Linked DNA regions of Zea mays: region 2 is linked to region 1. The links are chromatin contacts, called in public Hi-C maps. All regions are on one chromosome and are shown on one strand. Each heading gives the region's core, a stretch centred on a gene start, on an enhancer-like site or on the middle of the called end of the contact. The rest is flanking DNA. Distances are from core to core; before and after follow the strand shown.

The links. A called contact is a pair of places that touch in the nucleus more often than the background predicts.
Region 2: a Hi-C map of leaf shows a contact between it and region 1, with 6 times the contacts expected there. The contact joins the promoter of TAC1 here to the promoter of LOC103647997 in region 1. A contact is called at or near these places in 2 of 25 Hi-C or Micro-C datasets (both in leaf).

Annotation. Positions count from the first base shown.
Region 1 is chr2:201,011,216-201,015,793 of Zm-B73-REFERENCE-NAM-5.0, reverse strand. LOC103647997 (NC domain-containing protein-related) reads left to right here and starts at 2,760. Exons shown (of 2, transcript XR_004856407.1): 1 at 2,760-3,214; 2 at 4,112-4,578.
Region 2 is chr2:201,149,922-201,154,499 of Zm-B73-REFERENCE-NAM-5.0, reverse strand. It overlaps TAC1 (Protein TILLER ANGLE CONTROL 1), which reads right to left and starts at 2,278. Exons shown (of 5, transcript NM_001177173.1): 1 at 1,848-2,278; 2 at 1,617-1,683; 3 at 890-1,518; 4 at 302-421. The coding sequence starts at 1,859. The coding sequence ends at 338.

The DNA of each region.
Region 1 (4,578 bases), core at 1,511-4,010:
CTCTAGTCTTGAGCTAGAGGCAGTGCTAACCTCCATGGTGGGTTCCATTAGGTGCTATATTGTGAGCACTACGGACTGAAAACCTTGGAGTCCGTTCTGATGATGCAGGTGGTGACGCCAAGGGCCCTTAGCTTGCGAAGGCCGAGGATGACAGCTTCGTATTCTGCTATGTTATTGGTGCATCTGTCAGACTCCAAAGCAAGTTATGAAGCTGGTGCTCGCCTTGTCCTCCTCCTTCATGTATATTTGATGGTAGCCGGAGAAACAATCGAGGAGTGACATGACTTCGCACCCGGCCGCACTATCGACGATTTTGTCGATCCGAGACAGCGAGAAGTTGTCCTTGGGGCAGGCCTTGTTAAGACTGGTGAAATCGATACACATTCGCCATTTGCCACTCTTCTTCTGTACCATCACTACGTTGGCGAGCCATGTAGGGTAGGCAATTGGCTCGATAAATTTGGCCTTCGGCCTTACCGAAGGGTCAATTCCCAAGCTGTGCTCGATGATGGAGCGACTGACTCCGACCAGGTCGAGGGCGGACCAGGCGAAGACGTCTTTATTCTTGGACAGACAGCAGAGGAGTCTCTCCTCGTCATGCGAAGTGAGGTCTTCGCTGATGGTGACAGTTTGCTTGGGTGTCGCCTTGTCGAGGGGTACAGTCTTGGTCCCGTCGTTGCTTTGCAGCTGTGCTTTGTCATGTTCTTTGGCGGTTGGGCTAGCAGATTCGGGGACCTCACGCTGGGCCGTGAGGCAGTGTGCCATTCACGGACTTTTTATCTGTGCATGAAGATCTCAGGTCCGCAAGGCGCCATCACAGTCTACGGCAACCAGCAGGCTGCGCGTAACATAGAAAGAGACTTCGTTCCCAGACAAAGAAACGTACACTGCCTCACGGCCCAGCGCGAGAAGTAATGACTGCAGCGGCGCCTGCCCACGCATGACACCATGCGCCGTCGCAATGGATTGTCCACACCTTCTCTGCGGACGGGTCCGGCTGTGTTATTGGCCCAGGACAGCCATCAAGTCACAAGTCCTAGCAGACTTCGTCGTCGACTGGACTGGGCCAATAACACCACACGTGGGCCTCCATGCTGGACGAGGCCGCGAGATGGGACGACCTCGTCACATGCCTTCGTCCGGCGACACGTGGGACGAAGGGTAAGTCTGTCAGTCGTCTTGTCTCCGTTGGTGCAGCGAGGCTGATGAAGGCATCAAGCGAAGGGTGGTGTCTTCGCCTTCGCCCCAACAATCGGGTTGACATGTGACAAAGTCTTCAGTTCTCCTCGCGGGCAATATGATCCTGGATATGGCCTCCACATCAGCACAACCGGACATAACATACATGTTAGCTTACTGTGATCCTTTCCTAGTCGGTTCCATCTGAATTCAGAAGGTTAGCAAGTAGTAACCCAGTGGAACTGACTCCACCCCCTTGGGCCTTATTCGGTTTGAAGCTACAATCATCCTCAATCCATCTCTAACCGAACAAGTCTTGAGGGGATCTTACTCTATTAGGCTGTGTTTGGTTAATATAGTATTCACTTCAATCCGTATGTATTGAGGTGGATTGGGATGTAAATTGGTTTAATTTACACCCCAATCTATCTCAATAAGGATCAATACTAGAACATCCAAACAAGATCCGAGGGGGCTAGTTTGGAAATTTAAATTTTCTTGGAGATTGGAGAGGATTAAGATGGAAATGAGTTTGTTTCTCCTCCAATTTCTGAAGGGTATTTAAGTTTCGAAGCTAGAGTTCAGAGAAAACTCTAGGGATCCAAGGGCCCCTTCCAGATGCATATTTGTCGCCCTTTGCATACGTACCCTGCATGCATATGGGGTACGTTTGGATTGCTTTCCATGGGCATCCAAACCAAAAAAAAGGTCGTTGACCATTGGCAACTTGTATATTTAGATGGATGTCAAATATTGGCCTGCCAAAGCCACATACCCAACTATTTAGTTATTTTTTCGCTGCCAATCTTTGGGCAGCCAAAATGGACGCCAAACTTTGGTCGGCCAATGCATGTAACTTTGGGCAATATCCAAACGTACCCATGATGCCTTTTTTCTCTCTACAAATTCACACTCCACGCATAATTGATTGCCAGGTTGAGGATGGATTGGAGCATAATGCTGTGTCAAGTAGATGGCATCTAGATGACATCATGCGTACTTTCGAAAGCGATCAGTGCGTTGTCAGCTATTCCCTCCGTTTCGTTTTACAAGTCGTTTCCAACAACTTCGTGCAGATTAAGGAACATATGAATTGACGATTTTGCCCTTTCACACGTCTCGGCTTAGACCTTGGCATTTCACCCAATCTTATATAGATTCTGCTCCAGCTGGTAAACACCTATCGCAAGGAACAAAAATAGTAGTTTACTTTTTACTTCAACTAACTATTATGACTCGTTTTATTTTGCACTAGCGACGACAACTAAAATAAAACGGCGGCGCTTTGCTGCAGCGCCGCACTGAGATGTGGCTACCTTGTCCAACTGAAACTGCCGCTACAGTATGTGTGCGGATCAGGTCAGGTCCGAAAGACGCCATCAACCCGTTACTGCTCTCGTCGCGACACAGCCTCCCTCGAAAATGTTACTATCACCTATCACCATCTACGAATGAAGCTTTAAAACAACGACAAGCATCGAGCTGATGAAGCATCTAGCCTACAAAAGCGAGTGGAGCCGCGATCAACATCGGGAGCTCGTGCCACGCCGGCTCGGTTAGGTGCGGTGCGGTGCGCGACAGAGGTTGGTGTCCGGTCCTGTACCGCTGTACGGCCGTACCCTCTAGGCACCCCCGCGCGCGTCCTACCTACACCACCGTCGGCGTCGTATCAGGGCCCGGCCGGCCCTGTCTCACCGACGCCGCTTTTATACAGCTCCCACCTCCACTCCTCTGCCCCTCTCGTCTCGTCTCGGCTTTGTATATAGCCCGGAAGCCTGCTTGCGCACAACAACAACTCTGCATGACTCCACTAGTCCACCATCCGCCGCCTCCCCTTGCGGGCTGCAATGGACGGGGTATTTGTGCTAGAGCTTTAGAGGCGCGCGGCGGGGGTGCGAGTGCGAGTGCGGCCGCCGACGCGCGGGCGAAGGAGGCAGCGGGATGGGGCTGCTGTCGAACCGGGTGGAGCGGTCGGAGATCAGGCCCGGCGACCACATCTACACCTGGCGGGCCGTTTACGCCTACTCCCACCACGGTACGCTCCTCAATCCCCTCCTCCGACGGCGACAAGCTTTCCTGTCCTCACGAGCTCTAGTAGCCAAGTGCCGCCTTCGGCCACCCGATCGGCCGCTCCGGTTCGCCGAAGCGAGTCGCTATGTGCACAAGTGAAAGTGAGTTGTTCACCGGAATTCTGGCTCGCCCGCCCTGCCTCAGTTTGGCTTCATCGTGCGCGAATGCCGCTTCATTGTTCGCCTCAATTAGCTAAGCTAAATCTGCGAGGTTTTCGTCGTCCTCCTGTCTGCAGAAATTTCCCTGCAAAAACCATGCCGATTCCTATGCGGTTATGTATGCCCTCCACTATTTTACTCTTTTTGAGATTTTTGATGGCACCAGTTTGGTGGCAGTGGATTACTGCAACTCTGTAACCGACAAATAAGTTGGGGGACACACACACACATGATGCCATGTTTCAACTCCATCTAATCTCACCACGCCTGGTTAGGCATGGAGATGGGGCTTCCAGTGAGGATACCATTCTCTGTACACAAACCTTTCCAGATGGATAGGATGCCACATGCTTTGTCACTGTGTCCTACTATTCTGCTTTCCATGCAGAACCAGAACAAACGGTACATGTTGCTGCTCACCTACTGTTTACCAACGTTTCTGTCTGTTTCTGTGATTTGTTGTTTTTAGTGTGGAGCAGCCTTATTGTTAACTGAGATAACTTGCAGGAAAGAAACACCGCAGGCTATAAGGTTGACCCATACTTTACTGTGCCTGATAAATGGCTAGTTTAGTCCTAGCTGCTGTAAAACTCCGACCACCAAAGCATCCTATGCTAATTAAGTTGTTTCAGTCACCTTTACTAGTTGACGTAACTTTCTTTTATTTACCACAGTACTTTTACTTTGCATCTCTTTCGTTTCAGATAACAGAGGTTTTTGACCCTCATTTAGGAAGCTTAGACGACCCTTCTACAGTGTCACAACTGTGCTATAGGGACAGTGTGTCTCCACAGTGAGTGCCTACTGTTGGCTGATGCCATGTTCTACTACTCCAACTCCATAAATTAAAGTGGTCCTTTATGGTAATTTAGTGAGGCCCATATCTTGGGAGGACAAGATCTGGGTTCTGCTGCGCTACCTGCACCTGCACGAAAAGCTGCTCGATTTGTTGGAACAACCCTGTTTGGCTTCTTCTCTTGCATCATACACCCTCTCTGGGCTCTGAATTACTTTGCCAACTAATAGCATTTTTACATGTTCCAGCAAAGCAAATTATCCATTACTAAGAGAACATCAGCATGTTGTCCACACCAGGGCAATATGTAAAGCAATGATATATCGCTAACTGCCGTTTCGAAATTCCTTTTCCGTTGCTTCTCAAGCAATTTTC
Region 2 (4,578 bases), core at 1,029-3,528, 140 kb before region 1:
AATTATATTCCAGTTCCTCCTAAATGTTGTCGCATAGTGCACGTTCAGTTTTTTTAAGTAAGCAACGATTCAACACGTATCTATTTGTACAATCTATTAACAATCTAGATTTGGTGGCGTGTGCCAAAAAAAATAGCCTGGAAAATATTATTACTTTGTTAGGAAGATTAACCAAGAAAAAATTGCAACAGTACACAATGGTCCACAAAATACCTAGCATGTTGATTTGATAACCAACTGATCCTTGAGTAGGACTCAACAATATATGTAATTCAAAGGACAATTTTAGAAAGCAGATTACCAAATAGAGAAGCAAATTTGTCGGCAAGAATAAACATCATGCAGTAAGGGGGCCCTCTGCATTGCTACGCCCATTGAGCTGCTCTGGGTGGATCTTCTTCCCCAACATCTTCCTCATGACCTACTTAGTTTCATAAGACAACCAAAATCAATAGATGCTTTGCAGGTTAGTAGTCGTTCAGTGCAAAATAGGTTAGATACATCATGCTTGCTTAGCTAGCCAACCATATTTGATCGGGATTAAGAAACTAAGTGGCATGGAATAAATAACTTGGACCACTTCTAGGATAGCAAGAGATGCATAATTATGAGGAGATATGCAATTCTGCCAGTTTAGGACATATGACACAACTTATTAGCCTATAACACATTCTTCTCATGAGCTTCTGTTCTTTCTGGACGAGTATGCCTTTAGGGTGTAATCATATGAGGGTTCTTATATCAGATGAGCCTGGGGTACTTAAATTGCTACAGGGTGTAAATTAAGATAGCAATCAATCAGAGTAGAAAGATTCTTGTCAATATTTGAAATATGATATTTGCAACCGAGAACCGACATAAAGTGTTGGGTGAAGAAAGCAAGCCATACCCGACTTAATTTTCTTGTCGCTTTCAGTGGTTTTGGTGTTGGCTTCCTTGGTTTCTTTTGATGCATCTTTTCCATGCATGATGCATGCTTTGAAGTGGATGCCACAGCAACGTCAATGATATCCTGGCAACTATACTCCCTTGGAGAACTTGATGAGAATACTTCTGCTGCAAATAAATCAGCAAGTGTAGTTCTTACTTTCTCCACCTTTTCTAACATCAGAAGTGGTCGTTCCTGGATATTAGCACCTCCCCCATCTTCCACCTCACGTATCAGGATTTCTTCTGCTACAAAGCATGTAAAGTTGTCTTCTTTCATTGACAATGAATGCATCTTAGCAGGCTCAACAATAGGCCATACTGGTTCACATGGCTCTGTTTCCAATGCAACATCTTCTTTCACCTGATCATTCCTGGGTTCCTCATCATCTCTCTCTTCCACAATTGCTTTCTCATCATCCATGATAAAGAGATCATCTTCTTCAATGCAAGCCACAGGGCAAAGTGAGTCCACGTGATGGCCAAGTGTGCCAATTGCAAGTATACCATTAAGAAGCACATCATGGAGCAGAAGGGCTTCAGTATCTTTCTCAACCACACTATGAGGCACAGAGTCCTTGTCCTCCATGGCTGTTGCATTATTCCAAAGAAAAAGAAGTCGACAAAATAAGAACAAAGAAAAGTATATTAGATCGCATAAAAGAGAGGCATCCTAGGAACATGCTTACCTTTGCTACCATGGATGCTGCAGTACTCAGTATTAGAATGCATCCTCCGATTCAACCAATGAAACACCTGGCAGTGTCATGATTCATGAGAACATGTAGATCATTAACAATATAGGCACTCAATACAAGAATAGCAGCTTCAATATCATGGTCAACAGGATAAAGAGAAACTGCAAAGATAGCACAGATCAAATACTGACAGGGAGTGCATCGTAAGCAAAACTGAATCACCTTTAGGCCCATGTCTCTAGGACCAATCTGAAATCACAGGAGAGAGGCAGACAGTAGCATTAGCCTCAAAGGCATGGCATGGCTTTATATGAAGAACTAGCCCCATAATTGAATGGTCCAGGAGACAAAAGATGGAGTTTTGGTTGCACTGGCTTGGCCTGACTCAAGCCAAGTAAATTCTTTCACTGAGGCCTCACTCGCCCCATAATTGAATCAGGGATGATGACGCGAGTGAACGGCGCGGGGACCTTGGGGGAGGTGGAGAGCTGCTCAGGATCCTCGGGGGTAGTAGTGGAGGGTGCGGCGGGAGGGGGGCGCCAGGGGAAGCGGAAGCGGTGGAGGCAGCGGAGCGAGACGTGGAATAACGCCTCGGTGAAGGAGGGCAAAAGGGCGACGAGGAGGAGCGGGGACTGGCAGGCGAGGGCCCCGCGGGAGGCGCGGCAGGAGCTCGAGGGAGGTCAGGCGGGAGGTGATGGGATGGGGTCCATCTGGGCCGAGCTAAATAGGCCGACAAACGGTACGATCCGTAGTGGTTTGATACTGCACGGTAGGGCGATTCATATTGAGCCTATTTGGAATGTTTCTAACTCTGGTCGAAGCTGGTCCACTCTAAGAGACTAAAGACTATGAGTGGAGTAAGCTCTGAGTGAAGTTATAGTTAACCAAAATGAGTGTTTGGCTACCGGCTCTAAAAATAAAATACAACATAGCCCAATAAAATATACATCCCACCGGTCAACCTCGTATTTACCCTTTCTCCATCTCTTCCTCTCTCTCATCTCTTCCCCACGAGCAGCACCTGGCCACGGAAGTACTCTCTCCGTTCCAGAAATGTTGTCGTTTAACTTTTTTAGACCCAATTTGACCAGTTTATCTTATTCAAAATATTTGTGAAAATATAGAAATTTTAGTTTATAGTTAAAGTAAATGGTATGATAAACTAAATCATAATGAAAATAAACAATAATTATGATTTTATTGAATAAAACGAGCCAGTTAAACTTTATCTCAAAAAGTCAAACGACATTCTTTGTGGGACAGAGGTAGTAGTAGTTGAGGAGCAGCTTTGCCTTCGTCCTTGCTGGTGTACCACCCGACGATGAAGAACTCGGTGCTGACAACAACGACATACGAGATAGTGGCGTGTGTGAGCATGAGTCTCCTCGCGGCGTTCACGCCAACGACGCATGTGGCGCAGCCATGCCAGAGAGGTTTAAGGTCTTGGCGTCGGCGCGCAAGCAGCAGCGGGCGGCGAAGTTGGCGGCGAGCAACAGGGCCGGGTAAAACTCGCTGCAGTTGACAGCGAGCGCTTCGACAATTGACAATGGGACACCAGCCTTGGTGAAGGGGTTGTCGAGCGTGGGGGAAGAAGAGCGGCGATGGTGGTCGAGACTCGAGAGGTAGACGGAAGAGATAATTGTATATTTGGGACTCTAAATATAGCGCTTCGCAATATTGCCATCCGAAAGATTTACGTCGCAAAAAAGGACTGCAAACATCTTCTACTTGATTATACTACCATTTAAAGTATTGTCTTGCTTTTCTAATCTAATTTCATGTATTTTGTCCCTGATTAGCCATTTTTACTCGTATGTAATTATATGCACTAACTGAACTTACTACTCGTCTGTGCTCTCGCGCTCAACAGGATCAACAGCTGGCCAACAGGAAGCCAATTGCAACACCAGAAAGCTAGTGTTTGCAATTTGCAGCTTGTCTGCGCAGGAACCAGGAAGCTGGTTGTCGGCGTTTCGACCCCGGGGGGTCACTGGACCGACGAGTAAATTGTCGCTGCGTGCCCCAGCCCAGATGGGTCGGCGCGAGACGGAACACAAAGAGGGGAAAACCGCGACTTCGTGTTGTCCTGCGCCCAGGGTGGATGCGCTTGCAGTAGGGGGTTACAAGCGTTCGCGAGGGAGAGAGGGAGAGAGCCTGTCCGTAGGCTCGTCCTCCCGCGCGGCCACCTCCTCATACGAGGGCCCTGGACCTTCCTTTTATAAATGTAAGGAGAGGGTACAGGTGTACAATGAGGGGTGTAGCAATATGCTAACGTGTCCGGCAGAGATGAGCCAGAGCCCTATCTACATGCCAACGTGGCTGTCGGAGAGGTGCTAGTGCCCTGTGCATGTGATGTCGTGGCCGTCGGAGGAGCGCTTGAGCCCTGTAGAAGCACAGCTGTCGGGGCTGTCGGGACCTTGCTGACGTCTCCTTGCTTCCGTGGGGGGCTGAGAACCACCGTCGTCATGGGAGCACGCGGGGTGCCATCATTACTTGTTTACCGGGGCGAGCTAGATGTGACGCCGGTTTTGTTCCCCGTAGCTTGAGCTAGGTAGGGGTAGGGTAATGATGTACCCCCCTGTGGCGTGGTCGGTCCGAGCCCAAGGTCGGGCGAGGCGGTGACTCCTCCGAGGTCGAGGTTGAGGCCGAGCCCTGGGGTCGGGCGAGGCGGAGACCGTCTTCCGAGGTCGAGGTTGAGGCCGAGCCCTGGGGTTGGGTGAGGCGGAGACCGTCTTCCGAGGTCGAGGTTGAGGCCGAGCCTTGGGGTCGGGCGAGGCGGAGACCACCTTCCGAGGCCGAGGCGGGGGCCGAGCCTTGGGGTCGGGCGAGGCAGAGACCACCTTCCGAGGCCGAGGCGGGGGCCGAGCCCCGGGGTCGGGCGAGGCGGAGCTTCCTATGGCGCCTGAGGCTAGACTCGGCTGTTGTCAGCCTCACCCTTGCGGGTGGCACAACA